5 separate regions of the Mus musculus genome follow, and regions 1, 2, 3 and 4 are each linked to region 5. A link is a contact called in public promoter capture Hi-C data. All regions are on one chromosome and are shown on one strand. Each heading gives the region's core, a stretch centred on a gene start, on an enhancer-like site or on the middle of the called end of the contact. The rest is flanking DNA. Distances are from core to core; before and after follow the strand shown.

Region 1 (4,149 bases), core at 1,426-3,925, 640 kb before region 5:
TGACCAAATGTTTCCAATGCTTATTACCTGATAAATTATTTTACATTGTGCTTAGATCTCTCTCCATAGTCAGACCTGGCATTCACAACCCTTTAAAAGCTAGCACTGAAAACGTGGAAGCAGCAACTAGGGGATTAAACAGTACTTCTAACTAAGCAACAAAACATTACATACCTAAAGTAAAATGGGGAATAAAATGGAAGAATTATAATTTACACAAGTAAATGAAAATAAAAAGCTTTTACCATCCCCCCATGAGTACAGAATCATCACAGAGAACAAATTAGGAATTCAAAATCTGTTCAAGGTAGCTGAACTTATTAAAGATTTTGATAACTTTATAGTCTATATAAAAGAAAACAAACACTGAAGTCTAGGGTTTTTTGTTACTGTTTTCAACCACTAGTAGTAGTAATAAATAAAAACAAACAAACAACCACACACACACACCCACCCACCCACACCCACCCACCCACCCACCCACACCCACACCCCCCCCCACACCACACACACACACACACACACACACACACACAATGTACTTCTTAAGCAGCACAGGAAGGTCAAGAGTATGTTTCACTTTTACTTTGCTTTTAAATCTTGAAAAAGCCTGTAAGTTTAGGATTTACAGAGGTCATACAAAACACCATTTCAAGAGTGAAATAAATGATCAATTATTAGAAATAGAGAAATGTCCCGTACCTGGTTTCTTTCTGGACTTTTCATGACCTAGCTGTCCTAGATCATTACATCCACATGTGTACACAGTCCCATCATCCAGGACAAACACAGTGTGCCTGAGTCCACAGCCTACATCTCGGACCTTTTTGTTCACGAAAAAGTCACTTCTCCTGGGCTCTAGTACAATTTCTTCATCAATTCCTCCCAAACCTAGTTGTCCATAGGATGCATTGCCCCAGCACAACATGCTTGGAATGACCTTGGTCTTCCAGTTTCAATACAAAAGTCCCTTCTGAAACACTGGAAACTGGGAGGTACCCTATGTCTGAGGAGAAAAACAAAAGTTAGTAAGACCTCAAAGCAAGCTGCTCTCTCATCGAGTGTTAAGCTAAAATGAGGACTGCACTTGTTTAATACTTATAATATGCTTGGGGTGACAGTCAGTTCTCTCAGTTTTAAAGGGCCATATACAAATGTTTAGGAAATGACATCACCTTCTACTATTCTTTGCAAAACTTAAAACAGTAACTGGCTTTAACTCTGCTATATAAGTACTCTAATGAAATTAGGTTTTCGTGTTTACATACATTTAATGAGAACAGTAAATAAGGCATGTGTCCAATGCCCAAACAAGCAAGTATCCAGCCAACTGCAGAAACATAATCTTCCAGTCCCCCACAGAACAATCTGATACCTACCTCCACATCAACAGAAAATGGAAGTTCTTATCTGTAACATAAATAAAAACAATAATGGAACTTTAGAAAAAAAATAACAATTTAAAGTAGACTATTCTCATTATTTGTACTAATAAGCTATGTACAAAATTAGAAATTATCAAGTCGTAATTTCAAACAATCGACTCCATTTTATAAGTCAAAATGCTAAGGTCGAGAACTCACTCTACTAATTTAATTTTAAAACCAAATCAATGTGATTATAATACATACCTCTAGGAAAATTACTTAAAGATGAAAAACAATCACAGGACTGCTGAGTTTTTTTTCCAAACAAGACCAGGTTGGAGGCAGGGTTAACTTTTGATAGGAAAATCTATATAACTTCTGCGCTTGAAAGACATACATTAAGGGGCTGAGAGATGTCTCTTTTAAAGGATCCTGATTCAATTCCCAGCACCCACATGGCTGCTCTCTGTGTGTAACTCCTCCCAGGGAATCAATCCTACGCCCTCTACTGGCTTCCTGCACTACGGGCACGCATGGTGCACAAACAAGTGAGGGAATCCTCCATTAACATTAAAAAAAAAAAAAAAACCCTTTACATTTCTTTAAAAAGCATGGTGCATTAAGAAGCATTAATAGAAGTCAGTCTTATCCTTGCTGTCCAAAATCACCTAAATTCCTTTCGCTGAATCTGAGGTTTCAAAACATAATTTTCTTGCATTTATGTTTATTTAGAAAGTGCCGAAGCTGTCTCACTCCACTCCTATCAGAAAAAGTTTGGGACACCAAAACTCGAAAGTTCCAGAGAGTTCTGCATTGTCTTTCCCTATCTCTCTCTCTGTGTTTTCAAGGCTAGCATCAGACAGGAACATAGCTCCGATTTCAATGCGCTTCGTTTGGGTACCCTTTTTTTTTTCCTCCAAAAAGTCAGAACCAGTATGGGAAAGACGTTCTCTCGCCAGCAACAGGTAGGAGAACGCAAGGCAGTTTGGTTTCCTCTTTCTCTGACCATGCACCTCACGATCAGCTCCCGCGGCCCGGGGCAGAGGAATGGTCTGCACACACCCAGCCTCACGGGCCGGCCAGCCAAACTCCCGCAGCTACCTATGGGCGAGCCGGGGAGAGGGTTCACCCCACCGGGCTCAGCCCCACGGCCTCGGCCCCAGGGAGACCCTTTCCCCGAGGGCGGTGCACCACTCCGGCCCCGGAAAACGTTGAGGACGCTGGCGCCCTTCCCCAAGGCCCCAGCGGAGCTCGCCTCCGTCACACTACCCCGAACCCACGGGGGGCAACGACTCACCGGGTCTCTCAGGGCAGGGAGAGCCCTAAGCGATGGAGGACGGACGCTCCCTGGACCTCTGGGCGGCTCTCCAGCTCCCAAGACCTTCCTCCTTCAGCCGGCCGCGGCGATTACCACGGCTCCTCCGACGTCCCCGACCGCAGCTCCGCTGCCTCTGCTGCCCGGCTCGCCCGTGAAACTTTCCCAGGCTCCTCCGAGAAACGCTGCCGCCAGCACTCTCCGGACCGAGAGACAAGCCGTCAGCGACCCGGATGGAGCGGGAGGGGAAGGGCTGGCGGTGAGCAGGGCGGAGACCACGAGGGGTGGAGAGAGCTGAGGGAGAGGCTGGCGACGAGGGAGAGCCAGGCGACAAGGGAGAGGGGCGGTGGTTTCGCGGGGGAGGGGGGAGGGGAGGGGCTGGCCGGAAGTGAGCCGGGGAGCATGCGCGACCCCGCCCACTTCCCCATTCGTGCGCCTGCGCGGGAGACCTCCCAGGGTTCGTCTGATCCAGGAGCCTGCGCAGTGTTGCGGTTCCCTGCTCTAAGACGCTAATGCAGCCGGCTAGGGCTAGAAGCTGTCAAATGTATTTTCTTTCTTCCTCTTCTTCTTCTTCTTCTTTTTTTTTTTTGTTCTTGTCCGTGTGTTTTTAACAATGCTTCGGCGTTGACAAGTGAAAATTTCATTTTGGTTTGTCTTTCTGCTTGGAGGGTTTTAGCCTTTTCATAATTTTATTCTACCTTTCCTAATTTTGGTTTTGAAGTAGCAGACGAAACCATCACAAATACGGTTAGAAAAGCCGATGATGACTCATTTTAAACCCTTAAACTCATCTGAACCTAATTTGAACATGTAAGATATATTGCTAGCAATGGAGCAATGGCTTAGTCTAATCTTACTGAATGTCAACATCTTTGCTTCAGGTTCCGGAACAGTGTTGGCTCACGTTTTCAGCTAACTTCTTGGAAGATACGAGGTTAAATTACCCAAACTCTTTCACTCAGAGAAAAACAGGGCTTACAGCTACAGTTCCTGCTTCATGAAAACGAAATCCAGATTTCACAGGCCAATTTTAACATCATCTTGATACTAAATCTGTGTGTGTTGTGGTCTCAAAAAAGGACCCAGTGAATGAATGGAGGACAATTTGTTGGAACAAGAAAAAGATTTGCTCGGTAAGCCGCCAAGACCAAGAGCATGGAGTAGCTTGCTGACATTTTAACCTTTTAAACAGAGGTTCCATGCTCTCTTTATCCTTAGGAGGAAACTCCGTAGCTATCAATCTCTGAGTGTGTGTCAATCGTGAAGAAGTGGGGAGGGGCGGGGGGTAGTCCCATGCTAAACAACTGTACTGCTAGCTTAGAGTGAAGGAAGCTCAAGACCTTTCCAGCAGAGGATAGGTGTAAATAAAATGACAGCCTCATTTTAAAAAAAAGAGACCTTGAAACGCAGTTTTGAAACTGTATAGTAGTTAGTTTTACACAGCGTTATGGCTTTACTGGGTGCTTT
Region 2 (4,695 bases), core at 973-3,472, 780 kb before region 5:
CCGTGGACAGCCAAAGCCCTTACCTCAAGGTCCACTAAGCCCTCCCTTCCTGATCCAATATCTAGTGATCTGTCTGCACAGCTGCCTACCATGCCGGTGGTAAACAGAAATCATGTTTAACTTTACTCACAGTCAAATAAACCAAAACCTGCAGAGGGTGAAGGGAGGTTCAAAGACACAAACACCATGCTCTCCTGAATCTTAATTAAGTAGGTACACATTTCTAAAAGTGAATTCAAGTACACATATAATATATATTTGCAGGCATATGTAATGTGAATGAAATATACATTATATATGAAATACATAATTATATTTGTGTGTGGCATATATAATGTATATATGTGTGCATATATAATATATGAAATATATAGTGTACATATATGTTAAACATATAATGTACATATATACATGTACATATACACATATTTTTCCATATATGTGTGGAAAAACATATATGTGTGTATATATACATATATATGTATATATATGAAAAACCTCTATCTCTAGTCTTTGACCCAGAATTCTAATACTAAAAACTTGTCTACGGAGAAAATCTGAAATGAGACAAGAATTTAGCTCCACAGTGTGTGGCTTATCTAGAGAAACAGACTACCATAGCCTCAATGAAGCCAAAGCAAGGCTTAATTCAGAGTAAGAACTAAGGAACTGTCATGCAAAAGGGACTGCAGTAAGCATAGTTTTGGGGGGTTGGTTTTGTTTGTTTTATTTGGGGGATCGGCCCTTAGAATTACAGTACACAGGTCATCCATCTTGGTGTCTTAAGTGACTCTTGAACCAAAGATCTGGTCCAACCCAACATACAAAGGTTCAACGAATAAAACATAATTTTTAAATAAAAATGTATGTGTAGTAGGATATTTCTTTAAACTAATTATAACTATCGATGTTTAAAAAAAAATTGGCTTTGTGGCTAAGCATGGTGGCACATGCCTTTAATCCCATCACCTATGAGGCAGAGGCAAGTTATGTCTGTGAACCATGGCCAACTTGATCTACATGCTGAGATGGTGAGTTCCAAGCCAACTCTGTCTCAAAAACAAAAACAAAACAAAACAAACAAAAAAGTAATGCAGGCTATATGACAGAGTAAGTATCCCTACTCAGCCAAATAGAACCCAAATGCACATACATATATACATACAGGCATGCATGCATGCACATAAAACAAAAATAATAAGTCTTTAAAAGAATAACACATTTGGCTGGGCGTGGTGGCTCACGCCTTTAATCCCAGCACTCGGGAGGCAGAGGCAGGCGGATTCCTGAGTTCGAGGCCAGCCTGGTCTATAAAGTGAGTTCCAGAACAGCCAGGGCTATACAGACAAACCCTGTCTCGAAAAAAAAAAGAATAACACATTTGTCTCAAGTATATGATGTCTAAGGGAAGCATTACTTTCTTTAAAAGAAAAATCTCCCACCAGATATGACATCTAACTTGATTTGATTTGAAATTATAATGGTATTTAATACCATTTGAGGTTATAATGGTACTATAAAATCCATGAGACTTTCTCTGAACGAGGAGACTACAGACAGGGGGCCCCGCCTCCTGAGCTCTAAATCGCAGCCTTTACTTAGGCAGTGGCTCTCAACCTTCCTAATGCTGCGACTCTTTAGTACAGTTCCTCACGTTGCGGTAACCCCCAACCATAAAATTATTTCGTTGCTACTTCATAACTGTAATTTTGCTGCGTTTATGAATTGTAATTAAAAATATTTGATGTGCAGGATATCTGATATGCGACCCCAAGTCCGTAGCAACCCACAGGTTGAGAACCGCTGCTCTAAATAAATAAAAACTGTATGTGGTCCCTCTCCCAGCTAATACTTTGAAGTTCGGAGTCCTTTCCTCAAATTAACCAGCAAGCATTTTAATCCTTCACTTTCTCCGAGCCGAAACTCCTTCCAAATGGTACGAGGTTGGAGTTCCAGGAGACGTGGCTGATCTCAAAGGCGACCTGGTGAGAACCTGCAACCCTGCTTACCGAGGAGAGCTCATCGCATCCCAGCAAGGCGTAGTAGTCCTCGCTGCCCTCCGGCCTGTAGTTCAGTATCGCGTCCATTTACAGCGGATGAGTCAGTCCTCTCCGACGCCACCGACACTGTGAGCTCCGGGGCGACAGCAAAGCTCTTTACATTTCAGCAGGACTTTCCAAACCAGCGAGCACCCAGACGTCAAGCCAGCCCTTTGCAAACACAGCTTCTCATTGGCTGTTTGCCCAGGATCGAGCCTGCCATGCGGGGCTGCTGGGATCTGTAGTTTGGGGTTTGTTGTTGCTGTTGGGTTTTTTGTTGCTGTTGTGTTTTGTTGTTGTTGTTGTTGTTGTTGTTGTTGTTGTTGCTGCTGCTGCTGCTGCTGCTGCTGCTGCTGCTGCTGCTGCTGCTGCTGCTGCTGCTGGTGATGCTATTGTTTGTCGTTGATGTTGTTTTGGTTTGGTTTGGTTTGCTCTTTACTTTTTGCTTTCATTGAAAAAATTTGTTTCATACAATATATATTCTGATTATGGTTCCCCGGTCCCAACTCCTCCCAGATCCTCCCCTCTCCTTCACTCACCCAACATCTCGCCTTTTTTTTTCCCCCTTCTCTCGTTAGAAAACAAATTTTAAAAACTAAAATAAAAGAATTTAGAGAAAAATAATGGAAGAAACACATGCAAACAAAATCTATAAAATTAAAAACACGGGCTGGAGACATGGCTCAGCGGTTAAGAGCACTGACTACTCTTCCAAAGGTCCTGAGTTCAATTCCCAGCAACCACATGGTGGCTCACAACCATCTGTAATGGGATCTGATGCCCTCCCTCTTCTGATGTGTCTGAAGACAGCTACAGTGTACTCACATATATAAAATGAATGAATTAATCTTTAAAAAAAATTAAAAACACAAACTGGGAAACCATAACATACCAGCAGAAGGCCAGTAATTTTTTTTTATGCAATATAAAACAAAAAGGCTTTAAAAAATACCATTGTCAGCAACCACATGGTGGCTCATAACCATCCATAATGAGATCTGATGCCCTCTTCTGGTGTGTCTGAATACAGCTACAGTGTACTTACATATAATAAATAAATAAATCTTTTTTAAAAAATACCATTGAGTTTGTTCTGTGTTACCCGTTTCCTGCTGGGCACGGAGCCCACCCTTAAGTGTGCCTAATATACCCAGTGAGACCCCGCTACAGAGAACTACTTTTTCCTTGATGATATCAACTGAAGATGGCTTGTTGGTTAGGGATGGGAGGCCATCTCTACTTCCCCTCTCAGTGCTGGGACCTCATCTGGCTTGAACACGGACAGGCCTGTGTGTGCTCTCACAGTCTCTGTGAGGTCCTATGTGCCTCGGTGGAGTTTGAGTATTGACATGGTGATTTTTTTTTTTCCTATTAGCTAATCGGAAGTCAGTTTTGACAATTTAGTGTAAAACTGTTACTAATTTATTGTACCTCTGTTACTTGGATAGTTTTTTTTTTAACCTATTTTTTTAAGAGACAGAAGAAAATGTGAAGCAAGTTTTTAAGATTTGGTCAATTAGAAAGATACTTTTCCAAGTGTCTAAAATAGCATGTAATTTGGGGCGGTTGTAGATGTAGCCCGGTGGCCAGCATTTTTGACTGCCACCAGCCAGGCCCTAGGGAAAGGAGAAAGGGAAGGGGAGGGGAAGAGGGGAAGGGAGGAGAAGGGAAGGGAGAGAGGGGAGAGAAGGGGAGGAGAGAGGGGAGGGGGACGGGGAGGGAGAACAGGGGAAGTGGGAAGGGACAAGGAGAGGAGACTGAGAAGAGATCATTAATTCTGTTTTTGGTTTTGGTTTCTTCGAGACGGGGTGTAGCCCTGGCTACTCTCTGTAGAACTCACTCTGTAGACCAGGCTGGCCTCGAACTCAGAAACCCTCCTGCCTCTGCTTCCCAAGTGCTGGGATTAAAGGCATGTGGCACCCTGAGATCATTGATTCAGAAATCAGGGACTGAAGAGATGGCTAGCGGTGAGAAGCACTTGCTGCACTTCCAGAGAGCTTCAGTTCAGTTTCCAGTGCCCAGCACCTCGCTAATTCCAGCTCCAGGAGATCCGACACCTCCCGGCTTCCAAGGACATCTGCACTAAGGTGTACACACACACTGCCACATAATTAAAACTGATACAAATTCTTGGGAGGCAGAGACAGGTGGATTTCTGAGTTTGAGGCCAGCCTGGTCTACAAAGTGAGTTACAGGACAGCCAGGGCTACACAGAGAAACCTGTCTCAAAAATTAAAAAACAAAATCAAAAACTGATACAAATTAAATATAAACAGATTAAGCATCCAAGTATGATGGTACAAACCTATTATCTAATCTTATCCCAGGTTTGAGAACAGCCTAGGATACAGGAGAGCTAATATATATTATAAATATATGTTATGTTACATATAATTTATATATAACTTTTATATATTATATATTTATATACATGGCATGGTGGTGCATGCCTTTAACCCCAGCTTTCAAGAGGCAGAGGCAGGTGGATCTCTGTCAATTTGTATTTTTTTTAAATAAACCTTTTAATTTATTCATTTTTTATTTTATGTGCATTGGTGTTTCGCCTGCATGGATGTTGTGCGAAGGTGTCAGATCTTGGAGTTACGGACAATTTTGATCCGCCATGTGGGTGTTGGGAATTGAACCTGGGTCCTTT
Region 3 (4,292 bases), core at 1,101-3,600, 950 kb after region 5:
GTGGGGAATTCAGGACTTAGCTGAATTCCTCCCACCTCTAGCTCTGTAGGGCTTGCTATATAAAAGACGATCAAATTGCTTTTGACTGATCCTGTTTCAGTTAACTGCTTACAAAACTTGAGCGAACTACCTGCAGGGAAGGAAAGAGGCCAACCAACTTACTAGCTTAAGAATCCATGCTATTTTATGGGACCATTCAGACCTACTTCAATTCTATGACTTTCCTAAAGAATGATCTAGTCACGATGATATATCTTCTATGTTCTGTCATACCTGAAAAGTAATTTTAGCCCAATTTGGTGGCACATGCCTGTTATCTAAGCTTTGGAGAGGTGGAGGCAGGAGAATCAAGAATTCAAGGTCGGGCTGGTGAGATGGCTCAGTGGGTAAGAGTACCCGACTGCTCTTCCAAAGGTCCAGTGTTCAAGTCCCAGCAACCACATGGTGGCTCACAACCATCCGTAACAAGATCTGACGCCCTCTTCTGGTGTGTCTGAAGACAGCTACAGTGTACTTACATATAATAATAAATAAATAAATCTTTAAAAAAAAAAGTATTCAAGGTCATTCTTTGGCTATATAGTGAGTCTGAGGCCACCTTGGGCTACATATATAAGACCCTGCCTCAAAAAATAAGTAATATAAGCCAGGCATAGCCCACTGCAGGCCTTTAATAAAGGGTTTCTCTGTGTAGCCCTGGCTCTTCTAGAACTCACTCTGTAGACCAAGCTGGACTCAAACTCACAGGTCTGCTCGTATCTGCCTCGGGAATGCTGGGATTTTAAGTTTATTTTGTCTAGGGCTGTATGCATAGTTGTCCTCTGCTCAAACTGGACTTTTTTTATCTGTCTTAAAGAGATTGGAAAATGTAACATTATTTTAAATAATTATTTCTATTAAGAATGGATGCTGTCAGGTGTGATGCCTGAACCTATCTATATCCTAGTACTTGGGAGGTTGAAGCAGGAGATCTCAAGTTTAAAACCAAGCTGAGCTAAACGGGAAAACACTATGGCCTCACCCACCACCACCCTCAAAAAAAAAAAAAAAAAAAAAAAGTGGAAAAAATACTCAGAAATTTATCCTTTTTAAAAAGTGCAAAGAGCGAGAACTAGTTAAATTACATAGTGGTACTAAATTTAGTGTTTCTTAAGTTCCAGAGAGCCCATTTGATAGACTTCAGCCTAATCCAAAGTCAAGGAGTGGCTTTGCTCTCTACCCACAACCATCAAATACTTACCACCAATACATTAAATACATTAAAAGCAGTGTGTTTATTCTGCACATATAGCTTGAAGACAATTCCCAGTGACCCAAAGGGTCACTTTAAAGGACACTGAAAAACCTGAAGCCAACACTATTTCCATGGCGAAGTTTCTGCTAGGCACTCTCTGTTCATTCTTTCAGGAATGTCTGTTTGCCCTGTCCTGAGATTGCTGCCCATCCCTTCTAAATAAACACAAAGAGGTTACAAACTGGAAGGGCCTTTGCTAACAGCATCGCAAACCTCTGTTAGCACCATGAATGTATGTATATACCTACAAGCTAAGGGCTTCCAGGAGAAACCCAGGTAGCTTGCAAGCACCTATCAGGAAAAGGTGACACACGTGGAAGGCCGATCGACTCCGCCTTTCTGAGTGCAGGGCAGGGGTTGGATGCGGGGGTAACTAGTGGGTTCCGGCACCAGGGTTAAGAACCTGGCTGTTCTCCCACCAGGTCCTTAGCTAGACGTCACCTGTCTGTCTAGGGAGGCAAAGCTTTCGGTTTCCTAGAAGCACTCCCGGCCATCAGGGCTTCAGAGAAGCCTCACCACAATAAGGCTAGTGCCGGGAAGACCTGGGCCTCAGTTTCCCATCTCTTACAACACCGGGGAGGACTCGATCCTGTTCGGCACCGAATTAAGGTCTTGAGGAAATCTCTGTCCTCCAGCCGGCGATCCTGAGGACAATCCTCTTAGGCGGTCGGTATCACCTCCGGGCACCTTCTAAGGGTGACTCAGTGGTTTCCTTTCCCCATGTGGCCCAAGTTCGAATGTGTGGAGGGAGCGCTCGCGGTGGGCACTGGGATGGCGGCCCTCGCTGGTCCCGCCGCCCGCCAGAGGGAAGGGGACGCGTCCGCCCGCCCGCCCGCTCGTTCTGGAATGAATGGGCGACCCGGCCCTCGGCCTCACGCCACTCACTGAGGAAGACGCGGTACTCGAGGGTGAAGGGCGCGGCGCGCTCCTCGCTGCTGAAGCCGCTCATGGTGTCGGAGATGCACCGCCGCCGCCGCTGCACAGCCACACAACCACACAGCCCAGACCCGGAGCCGCTGTACGGAGGAGAAAGCCCGCGCCTGCGTACCACGAGCTGGCCCGCCGGTCGCCGGCGCCGTGCCTTTAATGCGTGGGGCTCGCCTTGTACCCTGCCCCGCCCCGCCCACCCGCGCAGGCGCACTCTGCGCGACGCGCCTCCTCACGCCCCGCCCCCGGTTCGCAACCTGGGCCACGTGGCAGGCGCCGGCTGCCCTCTGGAAGCGGACTGCGGGTTGGCGGCTCCGCTGGGACAGAACGCTGGTTACTCTCCTGAGGCTTGCGGGTCGCTCACCTTTGATTTCTCTCTCTCAGGTCCTGCAGAGCAGTTCCTTATCTCGGAAGGCCTTGATAAGCCACCTGTTCCCCAGGCAGTCTTGTCTTTTCTTGTTTGGGTTTCTCATAGATCTTCATCTGCCTCCCAGAAGCTGGGAGTGTGCTACCAGCCCCCCACCCCCGGCCCAGGGCCATCTTCATTAAAGTTGAGAGTTTGGCTGACTGGGCTCTGAAAACTATAGGCTGTGACTAATGTTTTCCCAAGTGGTAGGCAATGGACAAATTTGCTTTTACTAATCTCCCTGATTCAGTTTCTCATCTGAATTGTTGGGTGGGTTCTGCTTGGACCAGACTCAAGCTGATTACTCCTGAACTCCCCAGATACCGCAGATTTCTCTCCCCACTCCAGATCCACTGGGACTTGAAATTGAAGCTCTGGGAAGACCCAGGAGTGTGCACAGAACCCCTTGAGGACGTTTCTCAGGAGTAGCTTCTCGGAGCTTGTTTTCCTAGTTCTATTGCACCACCCATTGAAGTCCAGGCTGTATCCCTCAGAGTGTGCTGTGGACGTTGGGAACTTTCACAGTCCTATAAGGTTGTGTGTGTGTGTCTGTCTGTCTTTGTGTATCACAACTCTAATTATAAGCCACATATAGCGTCTCACACCTGTAGCCCCAGACCTCAGGACGCTGACTTTCTGAGACCAACCTGAGCTACGTAGTGAGTTCTGAGCCACCCCATGCTACAGTATGAGACTATCTTAAAAATAAGACAAATCTAACCCAGGAAATTATCCACATTTTTTTAAAAAGCAAATTTTAAATTATGATAGACAGAATATCTTTCTAAAATATTTCTTAACTATTTATCTCAAAGACAGTTTCCTTTCAACTATTTTCAAAACAATCTCTAATATATAAATGGAATGCATAAACCACGTATTAAGTGGAAGCCTAAGAAAGTTAATTTCTAAATTGGCACGGTGGTGTATACCTGTAGCTGCAGCACTTGAGAAGCAAAAGTAGGAAGATCATGAATTCAAGGTCATCCTTGGCCAGTCTGGACTACATGAGACTCCCGCCTCAAAAATAAATAAATAAATAAATAAATAAATAAATAAATAAATAAATAAATAAATGGTAACGATAAATCTAACATTAGTCCGTGTTCCTCCTTGTCCCTCCTTCCAGCTGCTCACTCTGCTGACACCCATTAATTTTTCAGAAGGCAACTCACTAACTTTTGAACACAACACCACAGTGTTTCAGAACATGAAGGCAATAAAAAAAAAAAAAGACAGAAAGAAAGATAGAGTAATAGCCTGGTTGGCAGTACAGTGTAGACATGAAAGCAGCAGGAATCTCTGTACAGTGAATAATAATAAGTAGATCTGGGAATATGTGAGAGGTTGCAGCTCTGACTGAGTCCCTTTGTCATCTTTTTGGTCTTTGAATAGACAGAAACAGTTTTCTTGGGAAAACCCTGATTCTCATCTTTGACTGAGTGGACAGAAGCGCCACACTGGTAATAAAAAGTAGCCACACGCACTTTCCCTCAGAGCCGGGAGAGGTGATAACGTCTCTCTGACCTCTGGACTCACACTCTATCTCTGATCCATTGAACATATTCAGAGAGCCAATCAGTCCCCTCTATAATAAAACGCCCAGCCCAGCCCCGTGCGGTTCAGATTTTTCCCTGGCTGGCAAGGGTAGTGAGCCCCACAGGC
Region 4 (4,744 bases), core at 584-3,083, 740 kb before region 5:
ACCAGGATGCCTAGATTTGCCTGCATCTGCCTCAAGTGCAGGGAGTAAAGGTCTGTCCCATCATGCCAGGCTCCTGAGTCCTGTTGTAAAAGGTGTGTGCTGCCACGTGTGGCTAGTGTTTTGTTTTTGAGATAGGGTGGGATCAAATTTATTACCTAGTGCAAATGGATTTAATTTTCTGATCCTGCTGCCTCTAACTCTAAAATCTGGGGAAACCCCACTGTAATTGAACCATGTGCAATTGAGCCCTAATGATCCAAATGGATACAGGTGCTCAGAATTTCATGGTAACTAGAAAGTGAAGGGGCTTAGAGTTGTGAAGGAACTAAGGATTATTTAAAAAATTATTTAAATATGTATTTTTATGCTGGGCTTGCTGGTGTACATCTTTAATCCCAGCAGTTCAAGAAGCAGAGGCAGGTGGCCTCTGAGTTCAAGGACAGCCTGATCTACAGAGTTCCTGGACAGCCAGGGCTACACAGAGAAACCCTAACTCATAAAACAACAACAAAGAGGATTTTTATGTGTTTGGGTCTTTTGGCTCCATACATGTCTGTGTTTACCAAAAGCAGGTGTCAGATCTGAAGGTATGAGCTGTCATGTGGATGATGGGAGTCAAACCTAGGGCCTCTGCAGGAGCAACAAGTGCTGTTAACTACAGAGCCATTTCTACAATTCTAGAAGTAAGATTATTTTTTCGAGACAGGGTTTCTTTGTGTAGCCTTGGCTGTCCTAGTGAACCTCCTCCTGTCTCCTCCAGCTTGCTGGGATTAAAGGCCTGTGCCACCATCAACTGCCTAGGATTTTAAAACTAATGTCATTTACTTTAAACCTGACTAGCTGATTTCTCATGGTCTATCGTTTTAAATTTCGTTTTTGAGACGAGGTCTTATGTATTCCAGGCCTTTTTTGAACTTCCTAAGTAGTTGGAGATTACCTTCAACTTACCCTCCTTCCTCCCTCTCTCTAGGGCTTCGGGGTTGTCTGGCAAGCGTGACTTTACAACTGAGCTACAGTCTCTTTCGGTCCTGGCCCTGTCATTTTAGAGATGATTAAAAACTGGGCTTAGAAAAGGTTCAGTCAATCGCCCAAGTCACAAGAGCCCAGGCCCAATCTGACTCTTAACACAGAAGTTTGTGGAGAACCAACCACTCTCCCTTCTGTCCTCTCTCTTGCTGCCCCAAGAGATGAATTTTACCAAAGACTAAAGCGAGGTACAGAGGACCTGGTGGGTCCAGAGAGCAGATAGGGCGGGTCCTCAATCGCCAGATCTTTCCAGGAGGGCAACAGGCCCCGAGGGCTGGCTTGGGCATTCCATTGCACTTGAGAAGGGAGATTGGGAGAGAGCGCAAACTTCCTGAGGAGAGACCACAGGGGTAACCTGAGGAAGAGCTGTCACAGAGCAAGGGCAAGGCAGGTGGAGGAGTTCTCCTCAGGAAGGCCGGCGTCGGCCAGGTTGGGCTCTCCAGAGCCCCTGAGGTAAAAGCCGACTTGAGGCGAAGAGGCGCAGGCAGGCAAGGTGCACGCGTGAGGCCCAGGTGGGAAGTGGCGGCGCCATCGCAAACTTGAACCACCGCGGCGATCCCGGACGAGCAAGCGAGCGAGCGAGCGAGCGAGCGAACGGGTCGGGCGGGCGGGAGGCGCCAGAGGCCGCTGAGGGGAGCCGAGCCGCCCTGGGTGGGGCCGGGAAGGGCCCAGGCCGCGGGCGGCGCCCGGCCACGTGACCCGGCGTGTTGTGGTCCGGCCCGCGTGGGTGGCGGGAGAGGCGCGGGGGCGGGGAGGGGCGGGTCACGTGACGGGGTTTAAATCTCCCGCAGCCGAGCCGCGGGGGCGCCAGTGCCGCGCGTCGAGCGGAGCAGAGGAGGCGAGGGCGGAGGGCCAGAGAGGCAGTTGGAAGATGGCGGACGAGGTGGCGCTCGCCCTTCAGGCCGCCGGCTCCCCTTCCGCGGCGGCCGCCATGGAGGCCGCGTCGCAGCCGGCGGACGAGCCGCTCCGCAAGAGGCCCCGCCGAGACGGGCCTGGCCTCGGGCGCAGCCCGGGCGAGCCGAGCGCAGCAGTGGCGCCGGCGGCCGCGGGGTGTGAGGCGGCGAGCGCCGCGGCCCCGGCGGCGCTGTGGCGGGAGGCGGCAGGGGCGGCGGCGAGCGCGGAGCGGGAGGCCCCGGCGACGGCCGTGGCCGGGGACGGAGACAATGGGTCCGGCCTGCGGCGGGAGCCGAGGGCGGCTGACGACTTCGACGACGACGAGGGCGAGGAGGAGGACGAGGCGGCGGCGGCAGCGGCGGCGGCAGCGATCGGCTACCGAGGTGAGTCCGCGCGCGCTGCCGCGCAGCCGCGTCCCTCCGCGTCCCCGCCTGTGACCCGGTCCCAGGTTGCCCAGGGCCCCGAGAGCTCCGCGGGCTCCGCGGCGGCGGCGGCGGCAGCGGCGCAGCTCGGCCCTGGCTCGGCCGCGCGCCGCCGAGCTCGCCGGCCCTGCTGCGGAGCCGCGCGCGGACTCGCCGCTCGCCTGGGCCGCCTTGCGCTGCTGCGCGCAGTCGCCGGGACCGCGGTTCTCGCAGTTTGGCGTTAGAGTGAAGTTTTCCCTCCCTCGGTTTGGTTTCCCTCCCGATGCGCCTTTAGTGAAGTTATAGTTTTCCTCACTGCACACTTTGCTTTGCGACTTTGGGGCTGTCCCGTGGATCGACATGCGATTTCGTTTTGCAAACTGACACCTGTGTTGCTTTTTTTTTTTTTTTTCTTTTTTGGATAGACCTATGTCTTTTTTTGAAGTTAGAAATTTTAATACACCAAAGCTATTTCTTGAGACACAGTCTAAAAAATGTAAGGAAATGGCTATTCCTAAAAATGTTGCTTTTCTGCGATTGCATTTATCACTTCGATATAGAGGAGTTATAGTTGTACTGTACTTTCGTAAGTTTTCTTTTCCTTTCAAAATCATGCTCGCAACATTTTTAGATTAACAAACCTGAAACAAACCTGCTTGGTTTTGCCCTATTGACGCCAAACGTTTGGGTTACTTTTTTGTTTTGTTTTTGTAATAATGCCACTTATCGTCTTCCTGAAAAGCTTTGTACAGAATTTATCAGAGTCTGTCAGTGCCCTTGTAGATGTTTGTGGCTCGTATAATGGTGCCATGAATTAAAAAACAACAAAACGTGTTAGGGACTGAAATAGGAAATGACCCTTGATGTCAGGTATTAAAGGGGAAACAAGTCGCATAAAGTATGCTTCGTGTTCTTTAAATCATACATTTACTAACACCCAGTGGCTGAAGCAGGTAGATTGCTACTTGAAAGGGCTACGGAAAGAGACTTTCTCTGGTTGGGGCAGTGAGAACACAGCCAGGGATTGATTTTTATCTCAGTGATATTTAGAAGTAATTTCTATTTGATGCATTTCATGAAGTTGTATTTCTTTGTCCTGGGCATGGAACCCTGAGCTGCTTTTGTAGGGCTACACAGATTTTATTTGTGTGTGTGTGTGTGTGTCTTCATTTTGGATTTTTTGAGGTAGGGTCCCTGTTTAGCCCAGGCTGGTCCGGAACTCACTATTTTATATATGTCAGGCTGGTTTCCAATGTCTGTGCCTTCCAGGTGCTGGAGTTACAGATGTGTGTGCTTCTGTGCCTTTCTGGTTTTTTGTTTTTGTCTCAAGAACCTGTGTGTGTCTCACCATACAGGCCAAACGGGCCTCAAAGTACCTGGGATTGCAGGTGTGGACCGCAGGGCCCAGCTGGGGATTGTCTGAGCCGCAGCCTTTTGATCTCTTTGACAGACAACCTCCTGTTGACCGATGGACTCCTCACTAATGGCTTTCATTCCTGTGAAAGTGATGACGATGACAGAACGTCACACGCCAGCTCTAGTGACTGGACTCCGCGGCCGCGGATAGGTATGCTTCAGGCATGTGCATCTTTGAAACAATTGCAAACTTCCTTCATTCCTTCCGTCCTTCTGTCCGTCCTTCCTTTTTGAGACAAGATATTTTATAGCCCAAGCTAGTTAAGCTACTCTGCAGTCTCTGCCCAGCCTCTGGAGTACATCACAACCAAAGCTCTTTTTGACTTACTCTTCCTTCTCTCTTTTCTTGATTTTTTTTTTTTTTTTTTTTGACATTTTCATCTATCCTATGATGGCTTTAAACTTGTGGAGTCTAGGATGTAAGGATGACATTGATATCCTGACTTTACCAGCAGTCCAGAGTGCTGGGATTATAGGTGTGCTGTATGTACCATGTCCGTTTGTCAGTGCCTGAGGTTAGGTCCTCACCTCTTTTCTTCTGTACATTGTTTTTGCTTTCTGTGTACAGCCTTTGGGGGTTTTGCTTGCTTGTTTTGTTGTGGTTGTTGTCGTTCGTCTGCTTGCTTGTTGAGACAGGAACACGTATAGCCTAGACTGGCTTGAACTCATTGGCTGGGTAGCCAGCCAGCACATATTAGCCTTGAATTTCTGATCTTGTGTCTAAATGCTGGGGATTATAGTTATTTGGTACCACCCCAACAGCTGCTTTTGTACCAACTTTAAATTCTCTGTCACCTTTACCATTTAGATTTAGTTGCTCAGGTATTGGTAAGATTTTTTTTTTCTTGGCCTCCTGCATGGTAATCCTTGAGTCGCTCACCACGTCCTCCCATCTAAGGCAGTCAGAATACCTAGACAGTCCAGGCAGTAGTGGCAGGCATCTTTAATCCTAGCACTCAGGAGGCAGAGGCAGGAGAATCTTGAGTTCTAGGCCAGCCTGATCTACA
Region 5 (4,664 bases), core at 399-2,898:
ATATCTTAGGGCCTGTGAGATGGTTCAGTCCATATGGTGTTTGCTACCTCTTGATGCAAGCTTGAAGAATTGAGTTCGATACCCAGAACTCACATAAAGAAGAGAATCGGTTTCACTTTCATTTTTCAAACTACTGTGATAAACTGTCTCCCAAGTCCCCGAATCACTGGTTCTTCAGAAGAAGTTCTAAAACGTATTACCAGTGTGGTCGTGCAAATATTTAATCCCAGCATAGGCAGATCTCTGAGTTCAAGGGCAGTCACGGGTGTACAGTGAAAGCCTGACTCAAAACGAGCATTGTCACTGATCATTCAATTGGCCTCTTTCCCTTATCCAATGGTAGTAGTAAACTCTCCAACTTAGGCATCTTTGGGAATCCATTCCTAGTCTCAAGGCCCTGTCAAGGGGCTGAGTGTGCCCTCAAACCCAGTGATAACTGTCCATCTCTTACATTAGTCTATAACAGTGGTTCTCAGTCTTCCTAATGCTGTAGCCCTTTAATGCCTCTTACGTTGTGGTGATCCCCAACCATAAAATGAATTAATTTTAGTTGTTGAGGATTTAGCTCAGCTGTAGAGCGTTTGCCTAGCAAGCGCAAGGCTCTGGGTTCAGTCCTCAGCTCTGAAAAAAAAAATTGCTACTTCAAAACTGTAATTTTGCTATTGAATCTTAATGTAAATATTTGATATATGACCACTGGTAAAAGGGTCGTTGAACCCCAACGGAGTGTCGACCCCCTTGAGAAACTTTGGTCTGTAGTGCTTGAGGACAAGCAGGGCTTGGATGTTATTAGAATCCTGTCTGTCCACTCTGGAAGCAGAGGCAGGCGGATTTCTGAGTTCGAGGCCAGCCTGATCTACAAAGTGAGTTCCAGGATAGCCAGGGCTACACAGAGAAACCCTGTCTCGAAAAACAAAACACAAAAAAACGAACCCTGTCCGTCATACAAGAATACCCGGAAGTTTATAAAGTGCACACATGAATAAAGGGCCAGACTTGTGAATTGTGGGTATTTTTTGTTGTTACTTGGGGTCGGGGAGAGAGCTGTTGAGACAATCTCATCATGTGTCGGGCTAGCCTTGAACTATGTGCACCACGCTGGACTCGATAGAGATCCATCTACCTCTGGCTCCTGGGTGCTGAGATTAGCGGCGTGCACCCCATATGCCCTGCCTATTCTGGTTCTTTTAAATTGTTCATATTGTGCAGCACGCATATGCGTGTCCTGGGTGCCACTGAGCGCGTGCACGATAAAACTGCACAGCTGGTTCTGTTTTCCAGGGATCACAAATTCAGGTCACCAGAACTGTGGTATCTCGCCGGTCCCTGAATTCCGGTGCTCACCAAAGCACCTGGGTTTATCTGTCACCACCCAGCCGTTTTCCACAGGTAGCGTACACATCGCAGCTTTTCATGGGAAAATGTTGCCAGCTGGTAATCCCAGACTCGGCAAGCGGAGGCAGCAGGGTAAGATTCAAGGCCGTTCTCCAAGTCTAGCCGTGGCGATCCCGCTGTCGTTAGACCGCGCAGAGCACCTCCACGCCGCACACACGGGTCTCACCCAAAGCCGCGCGAACCGCAGCCTTGCCGGTACACGCTACTTCCGCCGGATGCACTCCGCTGCGGAAGTGACGAATAGGCCCGGCTGAGGGGCGGTCCGCTTTCTCTGTCGCCCTCTCTCCTAGCACGCGGTTGAGGAAGCCGGTAGGCCTGAGAAGCTGCTGCTGAATAATGCCGGGAAAACTCCGCAGTGGGGCCAAGTTGGGCTCAGACGGGGCCGAGGAGAGCATGGAGACGCTGCCGAAGCCAAGCGAGAAGGTGAGCCTGGGGGGAGGGGGGTGTCCCCGAACTGGGCCGGGCCGGGAGCTCGTGGCCGGCCCTCTGACACGCCGTGTCGGCTGGTCAGGCTTGGGAGTGCGGAAGGGATTGCCGATCGCGTCACAGTGCGGACCAGAGCCGAAGACGGCAAAGTCTGAAACTTGCGCACATGGTCGGCATCTGCTGTGACACACAGACACAGTTCCCTCTTTAAAAAAGAAAAGAAAAGAAAAAAAAAAGAAAACCCAAAACAGAAAACGTGGTTGGCTAAGTGATCACCCTATTATATAGAAGGATCTGTGTGAGCACTGTTAAATCGCCTTGTCTCTTCTTAATTCCTTGCATAAAAATATTAAACTTGTGACAGTATCTATCAAAGTAGGAGGGTTCGGAAATTATCCCGGAACTCCTATGTTGTACGACTTAATTGAGTTTTTTTTTTGCTGTCTCTGTTGACTTTGAAGGTAGGAGCCTTTTAAAGGAGCAGCAGTAGTATTTGAATTAGGTGGAAATCACTGGGCGCACAGCGTTCACATCCGCGTGTTCAGCTGCCTGATGCTGAAGTCAGGAGGGAGGGACCTAGCTACGCGTTTATATTCCGAACTCGACTTACTGTTTTTCATATATGTAGTAGATAACATGTTCATGGGGCGGAGAGATTGTCCACGATACAGTATTTTTAAGATGGTTTTTGTGGTACCAGGACCAAACCTTGGGCAGCTCACGTGTTGGCAGGTGCTGTCCCACTGTAGCTCTAGCCCTTAGCCCAGCGGTTCTCAGCCTGACAGATAATCTGCAGATGTTTATATTATGATTCATAACGGTAGCAAAAATTAAAGTAACAACGGGATAATTTTCTGGTTGGGGGTCACTACAATATGAACTATTTGAAAAGTTGAGAATCGCTACCTTAGGCCATGATTTGAGAATTTAGTCCATTATGATTTAGTCTTTACTGCCTGGAACACTACTAGAGTCTATCTAGTAGGTGGCTAATAATCGGTACAAATTTTCCATATGAAAAGTTGCACATTTAAATAAAGTCCAAATAAAGTTTCACAGACGCAAATGATATATGAATTTTTTTGGTAGTTTTGTTTCATATAGTGTCTACGAGAATCCACATTGAAGTACACATTTCTTGAGTGTTTTACCATATAGAAATTTTGGAGGGAAAAGAAACCTGTTGTTGCTGTTATGAGGACACCCAAAGTTTGCTTGCTCGCTCTCTCTCTCTCTCTCTTTCTTTTCTTTCTTTCCTTCCTTCATAGTTACCTTTTGGACAGTGCTTGCTCACTGATACTGTGTGTGTGTGTATGTATGTATGTATGGATGGATGGGTATGCTTGCCCCTGGGGTTACAGAAGTTTGAGGTCAATGTTGGGTGGGTGCCTTTATCACTTATTTTCCCCACTCTCACTCACCCTACCCTCCACCCACAGACAGTTTTTCTTTTTTTTTAATCTTTTTTTTTTTTTAAAGATTTTATTTATTATTATAGTAAGTACACTGTAGCTCTCTTCAGACACACCAGAAGAGGGAGTCAGATCTTGTTACAGATGGTTGTGAGCCACCATGTGGTTGCTGGGATTTGAACTCTGGACCTTCGGGTGCAGTCGGGTGCTCTTACCCACTGAGCCATCTCACCAGCCCCCACAGACAGTTTCTCTATAGCCCTGGCTATTCTGGAACTTGCTCTGTAGACCCGGCCGGCCATGAACATAGAGATCCACCTCCCTCTAACTCCTGAGTGATGGGATTAAAGTGTGTATCGCCACTTCGCTGGCTTGTAGTGATACACACTTTTGGGGACACCTAGGCTGGCTAGCTGCCCACTCCAGCCCCACCAGCTAGGGTGACAGGCATGTGCCACCACACTCATTATTCAGTGGCTGCTAGAGTTTCCTGTCAAACCCTCATAGTGGCAGAGTAAGCATTTTCCCCCTGAACCATTTTTTCCGAGTATGTAGTTTAGAGCCTTGGTAGTCTCTTTAAAAAATTAGTCTTGCCGGGCAGTGGTGGTGCATGTCTTTAATCCCAGCACTTGGGAGGCAGAGACAGGTGGATTTCTGAGTTCAAGGCCAGCCTGGTCTACAAAGTGAGTTCCAGGACAGCCAGGTCTACACAGAGAAACCCTGTCTCCAAAAGAAAAAAAAAAGTTTATAATGATTGGCCAATATGAGCTGAAGACTTAGTTTGAAGAACTCTTTTATTTCCCCCATGTTAGTGACTATTGCAATATACTTCTTTTCATTGTAGCTAAGAAGTGGTATTAAAAAGCGTACGTACTGTGTGACCTTTTATAATTAAAATTACATTAAGCCAGGTGTAGTAACATGACTTTAACTCTAGGAAGTCAGATCTCTCATGAGTTTGATACCAGCCTGGTCCTGCAGAGTTCATTCCCAGGACAGCCAGAATCATAGTTACATCACTCCCCCCTCTCCTCCCTCCAGAATCATAGTTACATCACTCCCCCCTCTCCTCCCTCCAGAATCATAGTTACATCACTCCCCCCCCTCTCCTCCCTCCAGCCCCTTCCATGGAATTCCCACCTTGCTCATCTCAAATTCATGGTCTCCTGTTTTTTTTTTTTTTTTTTTTTTTTTTAAATTCACTTTAAAACTTTATTTCTGCAAAGCCAATCAAGAAGGGTTTTGTTTGTTTGTTTGTTTGGTTTGGTTTGGTTTTTTCGAGACAGAGTCTCTGTATAGCCCTAGCTGACCTGAACTCACTCTATAGACCAGGATGGCCTCGAACTCAGAAATCTGCCTGCCTCTGCCTCCCAAGTGCTGGGATTAAAGGCGTGCACCACCATGCCTGGCACTCATGGTCTCCTTTTAAAG

Evidence for each region. Promoter capture Hi-C pulls out the DNA fragments that hold promoters and counts their contacts. Capture Hi-C pulls out chosen DNA fragments and counts their contacts.
Region 1: a promoter capture Hi-C map of adipose tissue shows a contact between it and region 5, with 3 times the contacts expected there. The contact joins the promoter of 1700120B22Rik here to the promoter of Ddx21 in region 5. A contact is called at or near these places in 4 of 39 promoter capture datasets (cranial neural crest, liver, pre-B cells and 1 more), 2 of 115 datasets of contacts at active chromatin or transcription factors (bone marrow-derived macrophages and effector CD8 T cells) and 2 of 9 other capture datasets (adipose tissue and pancreatic islet).
Region 2: a promoter capture Hi-C map of liver shows a contact between it and region 5, with 3 times the contacts expected there. The contact joins the promoter of Dnajc12 here to the promoter of Ddx21 in region 5. A contact is called at or near these places in 3 of 39 promoter capture datasets (hippocampal neurons, liver and pre-B cells), 4 of 484 Hi-C or Micro-C datasets (CD4 T cells, erythroblasts, pro-B cells and 1 more) and 1 of 9 other capture datasets (liver).
Region 3: a promoter capture Hi-C map of pre-B cells shows a contact between it and region 5, with 2.9 times the contacts expected there. The contact joins the promoter of Ppa1 here to the promoter of Ddx21 in region 5. A contact is called at or near these places in 2 of 39 promoter capture datasets (pre-B cells and stem cell-derived epiblast-like cells).
Region 4: a promoter capture Hi-C map of pre-B cells shows a contact between it and region 5. The contact joins the promoter of Sirt1 here to the promoter of Ddx21 in region 5. A contact is called at or near these places in 5 of 39 promoter capture datasets (the C10 cell line, cranial neural crest, hippocampal neurons and 2 more), 4 of 115 datasets of contacts at active chromatin or transcription factors (astrocytes, bone marrow-derived macrophages, embryonic stem cells and 1 more) and 2 of 9 other capture datasets (adipose tissue and liver).

The regions. Positions count from the first base shown.
Region 1 is chr10:63,242,679-63,246,827 of GRCm38.p6, reverse strand. 1700120B22Rik (RIKEN cDNA 1700120B22 gene) reads left to right here and starts at 2,675. Exons shown (of 2, transcript NR_166111.1): 1 at 2,675-2,941; 2 at 3,564-4,149. It overlaps Herc4 (hect domain and RLD 4), which reads right to left and starts at 3,031. Exons shown (of 25, transcript NM_026101.4): 1 at 2,665-3,031; 2 at 1,380-1,410; 3 at 703-1,006. The coding sequence starts at 928.
Region 2 is chr10:63,384,090-63,388,784 of GRCm38.p6, reverse strand. Dnajc12 (DnaJ heat shock protein family (Hsp40) member C12) reads right to left here and starts at 2,222. Exons shown (of 5, transcript NM_013888.3): 1 at 2,010-2,222. The coding sequence starts at 2,087.
Region 3 is chr10:61,646,679-61,650,970 of GRCm38.p6, reverse strand. It overlaps Ppa1 (pyrophosphatase (inorganic) 1), which reads right to left and starts at 2,350. Exons shown (of 11, transcript NM_026438.4): 1 at 2,180-2,350. The coding sequence starts at 2,243.
Region 4 is chr10:63,336,124-63,340,867 of GRCm38.p6, reverse strand. It overlaps Sirt1 (sirtuin 1), which reads left to right and starts at 1,833. Exons shown (of 9, transcript NM_019812.3): 1 at 1,833-2,303; 2 at 3,772-3,888. The coding sequence starts at 1,898. RefSeq lists a promoter at 1,269-1,897.
Region 5 is chr10:62,599,282-62,603,945 of GRCm38.p6, reverse strand. It overlaps Ddx21 (DExD box helicase 21), which reads left to right and starts at 1,648. Exons shown (of 15, transcript NM_019553.2): 1 at 1,648-1,818. The coding sequence starts at 1,732.